Regions from separate parts of the Anser cygnoides genome. Here region 2 is linked to region 1. The links are chromatin contacts, called in public Hi-C maps. All regions are on one chromosome and are shown on one strand. The core of a region is the stretch at or near the end of the contact, and the rest is flanking DNA. Distances in the headings are between cores, read along the strand shown. Region 1 overlaps LOC106032018 (a long non-coding RNA gene). Region 2 overlaps TBL1XR1 (TBL1X/Y related 1).

Region 1 (2,799 bases), core at 182-2,681:
CAGAAAATGCAAAAGATGTCTACAGCATGGATCAAGGGAAAGAATTTTGCCTGTAGTGTTATGAAATCTTAATCATTTATACAGTTCAAGGACCTCAGGCTGTGGCATAAAAAAAAATTTACACATTCTGTGTGAGAAACACACAATCCACCATTTCAAAGCCTTCTGGATTGGAATAGGGTTGTTTTTCGATTGCCAAGCTGAAGAAGCGAAGAAATGCAATTGGTTTTGCATGGAAACAGAGACTGAAGTTTATCAACTAAAGCTAGGATAATTTTTATACTGGAAGAAAAATATCAGGATATCTTTAAATGAACATAACTTGGTCTTACCTCTGAGATGTAGCATTTCTACCATTAACGTAGACCGTTAAATTGACTTTAGCACCATGCTTATATCCCAAACAAGAGTATGGCACCTATCTCTGCACCAACAGTCCTGCTGGAGGACAGACGTGTTACTTTAGTTAATCATACTGATATGGAAATCGGAATTTGCTCCTTTGTGGGCAACTTCCAGAATTAGACTACTTACAAGCAACGTAAGGCTTGAATCGAGTCAAAGATACATCATTCATTGCAAATGATTTTACTTGCAAGCTTCCCAGAGCTGGGCAAATACATCTGGACTTAAATACATCTGTAACTGAGCGATGGAGATGTGAATCATTGTTCTTCTGATTGTTAATATTTTTGAAAGTGTTTGCAAGTGCCTCAAGTTGTATGTTGTTTACTGGTTGTCATTCACCATTTACTATTCCCTGTCAAAATGTTTCAGTCATTAAGTCGGAGAGCAGAAAATATACCACATGCCTAATCACACACTGTGAATAATAGAAGTAGACAATTTGTGAATGGTTTGTGCACAAACCCTGAACCGGAACAGAATTCATGCAGACTATTTAACAGGCATCTGAATAACACATCTCTTTCCAGAGCACAGCAATGATTTGCAGGTTGCCTCTCAATTAAGAAGAAAATAGTTAAATTCATTGAGCTTTGTGTTTTGAGAAGCACTGTTAGTATAGTCCTAATATTTTGTCTCTGTTTCTCCTTTCAAAATGGCCATAAGGAGACTACTCCAATTTACTTTTTCTTTCCTGACAAAAATAACCTTTGTTAGGACTTCGAGTTGAAAACGCTTATCGGGAACATATGTCAAAATACATTACAAGGGAATATTGATCGTCTCAGAACTAAGAATCCTAAGTCCAGGAAATGCAAAGAAAAAGTTAAATATTACAAGAAATCCAAGCATGTAAAGATAAGGAAGAGTTCAGTGGGTTCAGCTTTAATTCTGCCCACCATACCTTTTTTTTTTTAAGCATTCTGGGAACTGACTGAAAAGTGTTCAATATGCACTATGCAAAGTGGCTTTCCAGCTTGATCTCTCTCAGGGAGTTCGTGCAGAGCTCTGGCTCCTCTCTTACTGAACTAGCATGCAACCATTTTGTAGCAAATACATGACTGTCCAGTCCTGATTCCTCTTACACAGCCATACAACCAAGCTGAAAATTTTTATAAGCCTTCCTACCACTAAGTCTGAATATTCATAGACAGCCGCCCAAAATAATATAAATGCCTCTGAAGCACTTACAAGTGGAATTGCTTTTAGTATTATCAGCCACATAGCTCACAAATGGAGTAGATTACCCCAGAGTCCTGGGGTGTGCTCATTACTCAGTTTTCCCATTTGTTTAAAGATTGATATTCTCATGGTATCTCTTTGGACTAACATCAGTGCATCCGATGGCAAAACACAGCATTAGACCTTTATAGTGTGCGTGCTACAACATAAATCTGCATTGCCCACATCTGTTCTCAGTACAGAGCACCCTTTCCCCAAAGCCGGAGTTTTACAGCTGATCAGATTACATTTTCCATGTTCTGCTCACGGTGCTCATTCTAGATGGAATTTGTTTCTATGCAGAAGATGAGCACGAGGCCTGTGTGCTATTTAAGCCGCAATTAAGCCCTCAGAAATAGGTCTTAAGTGATGCATAGGCTGCTGTCAGCTCTCTAAATTTCACCCTATGTAATTTCTTCCATCACCCACTCACATTATGTTATTGTCTATGGCTTCAGAAAATTACTACTAGTGCATTCATAACTTCCATTCAACAAAGAGGCTCAATGATTGTTTTCTTTAACGCCCTCTGAGCTTCCCATATTGGCTGTTGTGCTTTTACAAGTACATTTCCCCAGTATGAAATTTCTCTTCCATCTTATATTGGAAGCAGTATAATTTAGAGTTCACTCTGGAACATCTCATCAGGGAAAAGGAACTGGGTATGCACCAGTTCCATTCCTAACATTATACTGACCTCTAGAGTAAGAAGTGCCGCACACCTGACAAATCGGCTGACTGCCTATGAGAAGCAGAAAGGCAGATGAGGACTACCACGAGCTGCCTGCCCTCAGGAAGGGTGCCAAGAACAAGGCTCTGGGGGAGCACAACCCCAAAGGCTGAGCTGGACCTGGGCAACAAATAGGGTGCAATAAGGATCTGGCCATACCACGGCCTCTGTGAGCAGTTCCAAGAGTCTCAAAATAACTCTACACAACACCTTGTGTCTTACTTTTCAATTCACATCCTGAAGACTAGAAGATATAAGATTCAGATAGCTGAATGGATTAGCAATACTTCACACAGAATCTGATATTTACTCTCATTTTCACTTTTCAAAGTAACCTGGAGGTTGCAATATTTTAAAATCTGAGCTACACATCCTCTGTTGCAAGCAGTCATGGGGCAATATACAACATTTTATGCTCAGAGTTTTCTTTGATTTCTGTTTCC
Region 2 (2,700 bases), core at 1-2,500, 300 kb before region 1:
TGTCTTCAAGTTGTCCCACAAGTGACCTCTATGCTATCTTTTGCAGAATTAAGCTACCACATTAACTACTGCTAGTTCAGATTTAAAGAAACTTGGTAGGACCGCTTTTGAAAAAAAGAAACCCGCTCTGCTAGATTATCTTTACCTCACCTCCAGCACAGGAATCACAGGTTCTATACGTGAAAAATTCTGCTCACCCATTTCCAGTAATAGGAGTGTTATTTGAAAATAAAGAGATGATAGAGGTGAAGAAGTCCGTGACTTTGTCAGATTACATTATACTTTAATAAGGACTGCACAAATTGCTCGCAACATTTTGAAAAATTCTCTGTATTTTTCAGACTCCAAAGAGCTCCCATCATCTTTTCTTACAATATTTATAAAGCTGAGATGTTTTTACTTTACAGAATTGCCTTTTAATATTGAGTAACGCTACTCAAACCTTCATGATGCCATTTCTCTAGAATAAATCTGAAAGCCTATTTTTCTTCCACTCCAAGATTTAGAAACAAATTCAAGTCTACATGCGTTATTTAGGCATGCTCAAGGTATTATCTACCTATAAGGCTGGAAAACACACACTGTGAATACTACCATGCCCAAATATTTTAGCTGTACCACCCTAACGCAATGACAACAGGGAAAATAATTTCAGTCTTTACACCCATTCACTTGCATCTTCTAATGGCAACCAACACAGCTGGACCTACTACTAGTTTCTTAGGTTGACTAGGGAATCCCATTAGGAAATTTGTGTGTACCCCATCTTGTTTTTAGAAGATGGAAAGGAACTTGTGAAAGTATAAGGAGCTATGGATTAATCCAGAAGAATATTTCAAACTTGTTACAGTCCCGTTGACTTCAATTGCTTAAGTGATTTGTTGGAGCACAGCCAGTACAATAGTACCTTGCAAGAGCAAGGCCATAAAGAACAGTCAGCAATTTCCTTTTCTAGGTTGTGGGGGCCTACTTGCCAGATAAGGCTTTTTAAAACCAACTCCCTCTGTCTTTGAGTGCCCTCTATAGACCTAAGATAGTACACAAGGAGGGCTTGCTAAAAAACTTTCAGGGACAGTGATTTAAAAAAGAAAAAAGAAAGAAAAGACATCTGCTACACCCACAAGCCATTTGTTAAATTACAGCATATATTAACAATTCTACAGATACAAACGCAGTATCAGCTAGCTGCTGCTGAAAGAACAAATACTCGATTGTGCTCTTGCACAATGCGTAAGCACTGCTGTTGCTAGACGGGTTCAGAATGAATTTTCCCTTTAGTAGAAGTAAGGTAATCTCGTCTGCCTTGCAACTCTAGCCATGTAGGACAGAGAAGACTGAAGATAAGAAAGTACGTTTAAGAAAAGTATGCAAAGTCTAGAGGAGTGATAGAGGGATTACAGTTACATACATTTTAAGCAAACAATTGCAAAATCATTACTATACATTAAACTTAAAAAGAGTCTGATAACAGCACACGGTCTGGGTATTTGCCCTCTGAACTACATACTCATATTTTCCGTTAGGAAGCCAAGACGTTAGTACTTGGAAGAAGAAAAAATAAAACACACCACCAAACCCATACGACAATGAAACCCCAGTAACTTTTGCCTTTGTTGTTGTTGTTGTTGATACACACTAATGATCCACGTATCAAGTAGACATAGCTTTTACAAGATGTTTTGTCAAAAGGTCTATTTATTAATATTTCCATGCTGTGAATTGATGCGTTATATTGTAACAACTCTCAATAAAATGAATATGGATTTACACATTAGACAATAACAGCTCCAAGAGGAGCTGTTAAAATACTGTTGAGTAAAAGAAGGCTTAATGTAGAGATTCAGTGGACTGCAAAAACTGATACCTAAAAAATACTGTAAATGCATGTAACGGTAATTACTAATACTAAATTGTACCAAATTATCAGTCCACTTTTATGACAAATAAATAGATAAATCATTGAGTGTCCTTACCAGAACTACTCTCTGAAACCCCACAATATTGTGATGTGGCAGCAGTACAGCCCTTGGTATTACACCACCTGTAACACAAACCATATTATGATAGTTTCTATCAATATTTATTTTAATGGATGAAAAAAGGATAAAAGCTATTTTTCTACCAGTCTTTCTACTGAAAGCATTAAAACAACATTCAGTTTCCTAGGGATTACAACATATGTTTACATAACAAAATAAACGAACAAAAATTAAAGACCATCTTCGGATTACTTACATGGAATGTGTTAAAAAAAATTATAGGCACAGTTTCAACTCCACTCTCTTCTCACCCTTAGCTGAAAACAAAACCCTAGCACAGAACAGAGCATTAGCTGTAATGGAATTTCTGTTCTTTTTGGCTGCTCATATTGACAATTGGGAGCTTTATGAGAATCCAGATTAAAGTTTACAAACTGCTAAGTATCGATGTGGTAGCTTTTCCAGTGCTAGCTGAAGTACACAACTAAAACGTTTCAACAGCAAGATGAAAAACAGGAATCACAAGGCCACAATCAAACCATCCAGTGTTTTTCAGAATTGACTATCCTGGATCTGAGTTTAAAATAAACAAATTAAAAAGAGCATGAAATATGAGAGAATCCTTACAAAACCCTCATGGAGTCGATTTCCACAAGCGACTTCAAAGCTTAAACGCTCCCTAGGAGTTAAGTACCTCATACACCTGTGATCAGAACAATTA

What was found. Hi-C and Micro-C count contacts between places; a contact is called where the count stands out from the background.
Region 2: a contact with region 1 is called in a Hi-C map of fetal liver, with 2.7 times the contacts expected there. The contact joins two enhancer-like sites. A contact is called at or near these places in 2 of 7 Hi-C or Micro-C datasets (fetal liver and liver).

The regions. Positions count from the first base shown.
Region 1 is chr9:19,785,168-19,787,966 of Taihu_goose_T2T_genome, reverse strand. All of the region lies in intron 1 of LOC106032018 (a long non-coding RNA gene), which reads right to left. Among named protein-coding and RNA genes, the nearest start is that of KCNMB2, 21 kb to the right of the region's middle. Within about 2 kb of position 1,431, at least 1 of the 3 cell types and tissues checked has open chromatin away from gene starts, as enhancers often do. A contact at or near this core is called in fetal liver, where this site is marked.
Region 2 is chr9:20,083,406-20,086,105 of Taihu_goose_T2T_genome, reverse strand. TBL1XR1 (TBL1X/Y related 1) reads right to left here. Exons shown (of 17, transcript XM_067002769.1): 3 at 1,974-2,041. All of the region lies in intron 1 of LOC125182254 (a long non-coding RNA gene), which reads left to right. Among named protein-coding and RNA genes, the nearest start is that of TBL1XR1, 73 kb to the right of the region's middle. Within about 2 kb of position 1,250, at least 1 of the 3 cell types and tissues checked has open chromatin away from gene starts, as enhancers often do. A contact at or near this core is called in fetal liver, where this site is marked.